Regions from separate parts of the Arabidopsis thaliana genome. Here region 1 is linked to region 2. Evidence: chromatin contacts called from public capture Hi-C data. All regions are on one chromosome and are shown on one strand. Each heading gives the region's core, a stretch centred on a gene start, on an enhancer-like site or on the middle of the called end of the contact. The rest is flanking DNA. Distances are from core to core; before and after follow the strand shown.

What was found. Capture Hi-C pulls out chosen DNA fragments and counts their contacts.
Region 1: a contact with region 2 is called in a capture Hi-C map of seedling, with 2.3 times the contacts expected there. The contact joins the promoter of ABCC2 here to the promoter of AT2G34585 in region 2. A contact is called at or near these places in 16 of 26 Hi-C or Micro-C datasets (callus, leaf, root and 3 more), 1 of 2 datasets of contacts at active chromatin or transcription factors (shoot) and 2 of 3 other capture datasets (seedling and shoot).

Annotation. Positions count from the first base shown.
Region 1 is chr2:14,599,344-14,604,325 of TAIR10.1, reverse strand. It overlaps ABCC2 (multidrug resistance-associated protein 2), which reads right to left and starts at 1,856. Exons shown (of 27, transcript NM_001202746.1): 1 at 1,616-1,856; 2 at 730-1,120; 3 at 458-636; 4 at 332-371; 5 at 53-209. The coding sequence starts at 1,059.
Region 2 is chr2:14,565,300-14,570,954 of TAIR10.1, reverse strand. AT2G34585 reads left to right here and starts at 2,156. Exons shown (of 1, transcript NM_129012.2): 1 at 2,156-2,989. The coding sequence starts at 2,483. The coding sequence ends at 2,728. AT2G34580 (cytomegalovirus UL139 protein) reads left to right here and starts at 3,282. Exons shown (of 5, transcript NM_129011.2): 1 at 3,282-3,392; 2 at 3,687-3,874; 3 at 3,966-4,128; 4 at 4,223-4,283; 5 at 4,829-5,295. The coding sequence starts at 3,315. The coding sequence ends at 4,282. AT2G34590 (Transketolase family protein) reads left to right here. Exons shown (of 5, transcript NM_129013.3): 1 at 1-213; 2 at 307-407; 3 at 486-529; 4 at 953-1,588; 5 at 1,663-2,153. The coding sequence starts at 111. The coding sequence ends at 1,999.

The sequences.
Region 1 (4,982 bases), core at 607-3,106, 34 kb before region 2:
AATTATAAGTTTCAGCCAGGCGACCAAATGAAAATCATGTAGAGTGACTTACTGTCAAATATATTTGCATGCTTCTCAGGGCATATTTGTTGTCCATCAGAAATCTCTTCATACTCATAATCATCCACAGTTTCACTCCGCACTGGCATGTAGCCAGGGTAAGTATCCAAATTGGGAAGATGCATAAACAAGAGAATTCCAAACAGAACCTGAAGTAAAACCAAAATTCACCCTCTTAAGATGTTAGAAAACAAACTGTATCGGATTCTGATTTATAATCATAGCACATGCTAGGATTCTGGACTCTCTAAAGGAGTCCAAGTGAGCTAACCTGAGCTCCCACTTCGCTTGTGTAGAGATACAGAACATAACTGCAATGAAAACAAAACATGAATTCACCCTGTAGAAGAAGAACAATGACTTCAATAAACCAAAGTAACTCCAAAATTGTACCAACCTGCTATAGTACTCCTTGACTGAGAGAACAAGATTTAACAAGACCATATCCCCCACAAGAGCATATATGACAGCAAACCTGACATACCAACGGAGTTCACGGATGTAAATTTTAGTTTCCATTAAAATCATGACCATTACAGCGCCCCAAGCAAAAGCTTTGACACCCAATCCGAATGCCTGCCAAAGAAATCACACAAACAATAGCATGTTTCAGGTAAAACATACACAACAAACTAAAAGATAAAGAATAAGGAACAGAAAATAAAGCACCTCAAAAGGAGGAAGTCCAGGTCCATCAAAATCTAAAACTGAAATCCCCATGATCAATCTAAACAAAGGCTCAGCAGTAGCATACGCAGCCAACAAAGCCAGGAAATAGTTATACAATCTTGACCTCAAACAGAACCTCTCCACCTTGTGATCCTTTAAGGCGAGCCATATACGATACAGGCACAGAACCAACAGAACCAGTTGAGAGATACCAAGCACAAAAGAGTCAGTAGCACAAGGCGTGTATGCACCAAATGCATTAGCCACTTGTTTTGTCCAAACACCATTAGGCACCGGCTTACAATACCATTCAATAAACTCAAACCCCATCGTTATCCTTTCCTTTCCCTCAAACACAGTGCATCACAAGCTACCACACCAATTCCCTACCCTGCAAAGAAAATCAACAACTTTGAAATGAGCTTCTAATTCCAAAAAACCATAGCAACAAAAATAATAAATTTTCATAACTTTAAAAAGTCATAAATCAATCATTATGTGCTCAAGTGACAAGAAATGGACCCAGAGTGCGAAAGATAATAAATACATTCGCGCGTAAAAAGGGGCAAAATTGCATTTAATCATATATAAAAGATAGAACAGTGACAAGCAATCACAACGAGAACATAGAAGAATCATCAAGAGTCAAGACTACAAGATTGAGAGAGCTCAAGTGTTTTCCATACGAAAAAAAAAAAACTTTGAAACGAATCCATAATTTTATTATCACGAAAAGACTCTGCATTTAAGATGGTATCGAGTCAAATAACACAAATTTGAAATCCATGAAACAAAACTATCAATCCCACTTTACAGGAAAAAGCTACAATGGAGAAAAGGGAGAATAACAAAACAGAGAAAACAGAGAAAAAGGGAGAAGCTTTACCTGGAGATTTTGGCAAAACACGAAAACTCAAAAGGGATCTTATGTACTCATATGAGAAAGAAAGTGGGTGGGTTCTCTCACTAATTTGCTCGAAGATTCCCCAAAAAGAGATTGAAGAATAATATTTGAGAGAAAGAGAGAGTGATACGTCACCCCTTACGATGCAAATATATGGACGAAAGAGAAGCTTTGTTTTTTGCCCCAAGAAAAGACATTAAAAACCATTTAATTATAAACGATCATATTTCTTTAAAACAATTCTATTTATATTTAGAATCAAATATGTTATTGACAGTATATGGTACATTTTTCCTATTATAACACTTTTCTATATCGAATAATATAAAAAAGCTATATAAATACAATTATAGTATTCTGTTCTAAAACCAAAAAATCTATTCATCTAGTAAGTGTTTCTATTATTTATAAAAAAAAGACATAAATGCTTACTTTTTAATACAAACAAATTGATACATACAGGTTTTTTGCATACAAAAATTGGCTTCATAATAGTGTAATTTTGATTTTTTTTTTTAAACCAAAAATAGTGAATGAATCTTGTTTCGGTGTTATTTGTTTGGCAAAAAAATTATGTTTTTGTAGATTCATTGTTGATAAATATTATCAATATTATTTTCAACTTTGAAAAAATCTAGGAAACTTCGATTTGTGTACTAAAAAAGACTAATATAAAATTAATTAATCTCCACTATAGTTCGTTAATTTTCCAAAACACCTAAAACTGATTAATGAATTCTAAAAAGGTTTGTTTCCAATCAAGCAATTATGCTGTTCACGTGCGTGCAATGAAAATTCAAAAATACACCAATTGTTTTTTTTTTATATCGTTTGTCTCTTGATAGTTGATACAGAAGAGGTTTAAAAGTTAGCTAGCGTATTTCGTGTGGTTGATGATGTTCGAAAAAAGACTGATCTATTTTGTCCATATAGATTTTTCCAAGTTCTAAGTTCTTACACGTTAATCTAGTAAGACTCTAGATGTACAAGAGTTTGATTTTGCATGCAGTTTAATTTATATTATTGATTTTTTTTTAACAATATAGCTATAAAAGCTATAAAAGCTCCAAATCTGTTCTCTCCTCTCGTCTGTCGTCATCTCCCCCGGGGGTTGGCAATCTCCGTTTGTGGGCATGTGGTGGGTGAGCATCCAGGGGTGTTTTAGTCTTTATCAAATAACAAAATTAAGCTAATTGTTAAACCAAAAAAAAATATTAAGCTATAAAAAAATAATTAACTTCAACTCAACATTTTTTAACTAAAAGAATGTACATAATGCATGGTAACATGCTAAAAAAAACATATCACAAATTAGATTAACTCCATCCCAAATTTACCACGAAAACCTTTAGTTTAGCTCACCTCTAGTCTTTTAGTTCTATTTCCAATTTTTGTTTGTTGTTTGCCTTCACCATCTCCACACCAATGTCATTGTCTTTTTAATTAAATTGGATCTGAACATTTCAAACATTAAACTTTAAAAACAAATCCAATCGGATTTTTGAATCCAGGATAATATATAGTGCCTCATTGCTAGTTGCAACTCAATTTCAATTTATATTCTATGGCACGGTAGGGGACATATTGACCATCAGAAGAATAAAGTAACTAGAGTGCCCTTTTCACATACAGCCACCGTTCCTCTATATGCTTTTCCATCCACATACAGATGTGAAGATATCTTGGGTTCGGAACCAACCACATCATTGTGAACTTCTCCACAACAAAAAGAAAATGAGATTTATCTATGCGAAAAGTTGACAAACTATTGACATATTCATGTCTAACTAGTACTTTTTCTTGATAGATACATTTTAATATCAAATGCTTTATATTTTTGTTTATTATTTCATTCTTTGTTTCCATTGACACTGTCTACCCTTGTTTTGACCATCTCAGAGCTGGTAAAAATAATCCAGCGGTTAATTTTAAAACTACGAGCTAATTGGTCTTGTTTTATATTTTTCTCTATTCAAATGCATTTGATTGTTAAACTTAAAGAGTCACAAACGGTGGCTTCATCTGACTGCATTCTTGACTGTTTGGCCGGCCCTAACGTAGTAGTCAACATATAATAGAACATTTTAAACTGAAAAATGGTATAACAACAGTTAAACCAAGTCAAGATTTAATTCACCGTATAAACCATTAACCATGGTAATCATGTCATGATTTGAATCATTTTGTAGACATTTAAGGCCGAGCACAAATGCACAACATAGAGAGATTACATAGCACCAATGTTGTTTAGACCGAGCACAACTCCGACGTCGGTCGATCGGTCGATGATGTGCCCGACCTCCGACGGTGCCACATGCTAAGGTGTCTGCGAGAGTGAACCCGTACGGCCGTTACGGATATTGAAGTCCCGATTCCCTCGTCTCGAGTCTTATTACAGCTGTCGTCTTTTATTGGCTGATAGCGCTAAACTGAATCTTCCCGCGAACAGGATCAGGTTCTTTGGTTACTTGTTGTGACATGTCAAGGGACAGAAGATAAGGCCCAATAATCCCTTTTGGGCCTTTTTCTTACTTTCAGAAGAAAAGCCTGCAAAGCTTTTGTGAAAGATGCTAACGGGAGACCTCTCCAAAAGTAGGTTAATTAACCTTAACCATATGTTTTGCTCTAGCATTAAGATAAAAGCTTAATTAAACACAATGTTTTCAACAAAAATATTTAATACTTAATGCCTTACACAAAGATGCTTACGTTTGTCTTCTGAATCAAATCTCCTTCAGATTATAGTTTACAATTACAAATATGATTTTATTACATCGTGTCCCAGATTGATTATGTTTTTGACTGCGTATATATATACTGCTGACATAATATATAGTTTAAGTTTTTTTTCTTTTTCTTAGTAATTTATATGAAACGTAACGAGTAAATGGCCCGGCAGAATCTATTGGTTTCATGTCAACAAACAATTTATAATGTGAATAAGAGATGTTAAATTATTGGAGGAGACATGGGAACAATGTCAACAGTTTTGGGAAGTAATAATATATTTAAATTCCCTTAACAAAAAAAATATATATATATATTTAAATTATTAACTAATCTGCTAAATTATTTTTCTTAAATCACAAGCATATTGTAGAATTCCAAGGGAAAGAGTTGGATTCTCAATGATTTTCCAATTTTAGGTGCCTTTGGCTACAAGTCTACAACGATTAAATATACTCTAGTTCCGGGTCTAATTATTTATTTTATATTATAACGAGTTTTTTTCTCAATTTTTAAATCTCTAATGTATACTTCTAGTATATTTAATTTAATTAGTGCTGTCTAAAAATTGCGTTAGTTATTGTTGTACTTGCGTATTCCATTTGAAAGATTTAAATATACG
Region 2 (5,655 bases), core at 907-3,406:
TCTCCACTCTTCTTCTCTGTTCTATCGCAGACATTTTTGTTTATATGCATACATAATAATAATACACTCTTGTCAGGATTTTTGATTCTCTCTTTGGTTTTCTCGGAAAAATGTCTGCGATACTCCAAGGAGCTGGAGCTGCAACGGCTCTCTCGCCGTTTAATTCTATCGATTCCAACAAACTCGTTGCTCCTTCTCGCTCTTCTCTTTCAGGTTCGATTTCAAATTTGTGGAATGATCTGTTTCGGCGATTAAATTGCTTGATTTGGTAAGATCTTAGGAGTTTTTATGGGGTTTTTGATGTAGTGAGGAGCAAGAGATACATTGTTGCCGGATCTGATAGTAAAAGCTTTGGTTCTAGCCTCGTAGCTCGTCGCTCTGAGCCGTTGATACCAAATGCTGTTACGGTATTTGTTTAATCTTAGTTTTTGATATCGTATTAAGAATTTACAATGGATCTTTGATGGGGCTTTCGATTTCTGTAGACGAAGGCGGACACTGCTGCGAGCTCTACTTCATCAAAGCCTGGGTATGTTCTGCATCCTTTGTTACTTAACTTCTTATGCTAATGGTTTCATGCATCGATTTTACTAATTTTGAACTCTTGATCATTATCATGGCTGTTAATTGGAAGAAAAAGTTCTCTCTAGTTTGGTAGTTAATTGTGATTGGCATTGCTCATCTATAGTGCATTAGATCTATGATACTGCTTCTGCTTGATTGAATCTTGTGTTTTATTAGTAGTAGTTCATGTGAGGTTACGTATAATTTGTATCTACATCCTCAAAGCCTACAAATTCAAGCGTATGCATTTTCACTTATGCATCCATTGTTCCAAGTAGCACATTTCTTGCTCTTATCTCTGTATGTTCTGTGAGATATAAAACCTACTTCCATGTAAGGTTTATGCCTTTTGCCACAGCATAAGCATAACTAAATTTAACTTGTGCAGACATGAGCTATTACTTTTCGAGGCTCTTCAAGAAGGTCTAGAAGAAGAGATGGACAGAGATCCACATGTATGTGTCATGGGTGAAGATGTAGGCCATTACGGAGGCTCATACAAAGTAACTAAAGGCCTAGCTGATAAGTTTGGCGATCTCAGGGTTCTGGACACTCCAATCTGTGAAAACGCCTTCACCGGTATGGGCATTGGAGCCGCCATGACAGGACTAAGACCCGTCATCGAAGGTATGAACATGGGGTTTCTACTCTTAGCCTTCAACCAAATCTCCAACAACTGTGGTATGCTTCACTATACATCCGGTGGTCAATTCACTATCCCGGTTGTTATCCGTGGGCCTGGAGGTGTGGGCCGGCAGCTCGGAGCCGAGCATTCCCAGCGTCTCGAGTCTTACTTCCAGTCAATCCCTGGGATCCAGATGGTGGCTTGCTCAACACCTTACAACGCTAAAGGATTGATGAAAGCGGCGATAAGAAGTGAGAATCCTGTGATTCTGTTTGAACACGTTCTGCTCTATAACCTCAAGGAGAGTATTCCGGATGAAGAATACATATGTAATCTGGAAGAAGCAGAAATGGTCAGACCCGGTGAACACATCACGATACTGACGTATTCAAGGATGAGGTACTAAATCACAACCAAAAGCTCTTCTTCATTGAAATTGAAACAACACAGAACTAATAGAGTACTTGTATCAGGTACCATGTAATGCAGGCTGCAAAGACGCTGGTGAACAAAGGGTATGATCCAGAGGTTATCGACATAAGGTCGTTGAAGCCGTTTGATCTCTACACAATTGGAAACTCGGTGAAGAAGACACACCGGGTTTTGATTGTGGAGGAATGTATGAGAACGGGAGGAATCGGAGCCAGTTTGACGGCTGCAATAAACGAGAACTTTCATGATTACTTAGATGCTCCGGTGATGTGTTTGTCTTCTCAGGATGTCCCAACTCCTTACGCCGGTACATTGGAAGAATGGACGGTTGTTCAGCCAGCTCAGATCGTCACTGCCGTCGAACAACTTTGCCAGTAATTGCTTTTTTTACGGTGATTGTGTTTTACCCTTTTTTACTTTTTGTTACTGTTTGTCTTCGATGGAAAATGCTTGTGAAATGAAAACTCTGAATTTTACTCTTATGATATGAACATTTATATTTTCTATAGATAATAACTTCCATATTCACATACACTACTTTTTTTCTTCAGAAAATGATCGTATTACAACATTGTACAAAACCAAAAACCTTCTGGAACATTATTAGTTGATAATAACAAATCGTAATAGCGGTTTCACCACTTACTCATTTTACATCAGAAGAACATAAATCAATAAAAATACTAATCATTAGGTAACAAAATTGTCATAATTCGTGCCGACGAAAAAAGAATATACTCAAAAGAACAGTGGGGCATAATTGACATTTTCTCAATCTCCTCCATAATTGTGGTGAAGAGTCAAGCAAATGCGTGAATACAGAGTCGGAGGCATCTGAGAAAGAGAGAAAGAGAGATCTCAATGGCGGCGATAACAAGCGCGGTGATAGCAATAGCCGGAATAATCTTGGGATGGATAACGATAGAGTTAGCTTGTAAGCCTTGCCTGGAGTCGGGCCGTGAAGCCATCGACAGATCTCTCAATCCCGATTACGATCCTGATGACCAAGACGTCGACTCATCTTCCGATGTTCGTGCTCCTCTCATCCCTAATCATCCTCCCGATAATTCCGATCCTGATCCCACCACCGCGATCAAGTCCGTCTGATCGATCTTGAGTTTTGTTTGTTGATTTGCTATCCTTTTGTAAAAGTTTGCCAATTTCAGTTGATTTGTGGTTGATTTGTGGTCGTTTTATTGAAAGCTTGTGTTTTTGTTCTTATTGCAAAGTTATAATTAAGAAACAAGACGAGATTTAGCCATATGAGTAAGGTTCTTGTTTTTGGGGACGAATTGTGTATCTCTTCTTTGATCAGCACGAAATAGCTTCCTTCTTGTTTACACATCAACCATGCCTTCAAATTTTGCTTATCTATGACTCAAACATACATAATCTACTCCGTATCAAATTTAGGTATTTGAAGTTTTAAGTTTCAGATGGTTATTTGTTGTAGTAGTAGCCAAGTAACTTTGGACGCTGAGTTTTTGTTTAATCGACAAAGAACTCAAAAACTACAAATCAGTTCAGTGACGAAGAACTTGGAAACTGTAAAATCGACTTAATGGGCTTAGTAGTATTTGACTCTAAATGTTATGGGCCTTAAATAACGGTGCCTATAATAGTTGAGTTGACTCTGCTTATTCAGTTATTCCAATCTCCCAGAGTTGAAAATTCAAATTCTCTCTCTCTAGCTATGGCGCTTTCTTCAGCTTTCAAGGAGAGGCTCGATCAAATGGAGTTCACCAGAAACCAACGACTCAATCTTCTCCAGGTATCGATCAATTTAGAATCCTAGCTTCTCTTCGTTCCACTGCATCATCGAGTTTCAATGTCGCTAGTATGTAAATGTGAGAATCGCTATATCCATGTGCTAATCGAGATCTCTGGTTTGATGAACTATTGCTCTAATTCAATTCGAAATCAAGAGAATTATCTAAAAACAGATCATTATCATATTCTGCATCAATTTATCGATCATCACTATAACAGTATTTTTCAATTTGAAATTTCTGAATCCAAATTGTTGATCGTTTTCTGGTTCTGTTTGATTATAATGTTTGAGTAGGCGGAGAAAGAACTACAAGTGAACAAAGCACAGATTTTAGCATCGAAGCACGCAACTATACAATCCATTGAACGCAGATGTTTGATGCTAGAACAGAAAATAGCAGCACAAAACCTGAAGATCACAATTCTCAGATCTAACATCGATGATCTCGACTCCAAATACCACAGCTATATACAACAATTGAGGTTAAATCATTCTTGACTCTTGGTTTGATGATGGTTGTGATGTCATAATAATGTTTTTGATTGGTTTCTGTTGAATGGTATTGGAGAATAGGACACTGAAGATTGAGGTTGAGGAGCTGAAAGAGTTAGATGAAGAGAGGGAGAAGTATTACAAGGTGAAATGTTCAGAGATGAATGAGTTTATGCAAAATGTTGAGAGGTTTAGATCAGAGAACCGGTTACAAATCGAGAACCTGCGAAACCGAATCAAGGAGGTAAAATCACAGTCAAGTGTGTGGTTTTGGATTAAGTAGTGATTTGTAGCATTGTATGCTTTAGTTATGTATTATCAATCTTTGTGTTTCTCAGCTTAACTCAACGTTCGAGGAAAGTCATCAGAAGAACATTTATCTACAGAACATAAATTAAGGTATGATTCTGAATTCCTAATCATCATTTGAAGAGAGATGTAAAAGTATATTGAGCACGGTTGTGGCCTGTGGGAATTACATAGGGAAGGCTTTTATGAGATTACTAAATGATATTATCTTTATAAAAAAAGAGATTAAAATGGATACAGTATTCAAGACATTTTACATCACTAGCCAATTGCAGCCTTTAGATATATTATGAAAAAGAAATTAACTAAAATAATAGATAAATTACAGAAAGAAACAATGTAATAATCATTGTGAGTTGTGACAATAAATATTTGTAATAAAAAAGGATCTCACAAAAAAAAAATTGTTAAAAAAGGAAACACATATGTAAGCAAGATGCCCTATATATTACGGTTTTGGAATAAAATGTTAAAAATAGTTTAATAGATTTGATTCACTAAATACACATGTACATATTTGATGGCATGATGATCAAGAAAGTACCGTAAAATGTTAAACTTCCAATGTTCCTTAGTGAAAAAGGTAAATATGTATTTTTCACAAATGTTAAACTTGTCATTTGTGTGTTTGACAGGACGTGTATATAAGCATAATCTATACCGGAGAAGAAGAAGTCACGAAACAAAGTTAAAAAGAAGAAATTTTTTGGTGTAGTGAATTCGAAGAGCAATATGATGAATATTGGTTACATTTTAACCATCGTGTTTGTTGGTCTCATCCTCATCTCGGCTTTTGTGGCGTGTTTCTATTGCGCCAAACGATTACTCAAATGTTGTGGCGGAGAGGAAGATTCGCCTGCTACTGCTACTGCGTCTACGTCTACCTCTACGTCTTCTGCGTCTGCGTGATCAACTTTTAGTTATTTGTTTTGGTTTGTTTCTTTTTCTTTCAATGATTTTAGATTAGTAACCTAAAGGCATAGCAGATCGATAATGAGACTCGGCAAAATTTTTATCTTTATACCGCTGCTTAATAATTAAGTTTTCACTTATTTAATGATATTGTACCTCTATTCTTGATCTTTCAATGATTTTGTTAAACATTAAAAATTTGCAATGTTATTGTTACATGTTACTTCTATATATATAGAACCAAAACGAAAGCAATACAATACTATGCAAATACATAGTAGAGATAGCAAAATCAACAAATAAAAACATGTAAGAAGAGACATGAGCTCATGAAAAGAATTCAAGACAGATGTACCAAGCCTGCCTAGAGTTCAAGACATGTCATGATGACATGACAACAAATTTGTTAGCTTCTTCTTTAGATCTAGCGCAATTGCAGGGTTTGATAGGAACAAATAACTGATTACTTGTTAGATTCTGGATCTACATACCAAATAAAAGAAATAACTCATTGGCAAACTGTACTTTGAAAACATGTTTTCCATTTTGT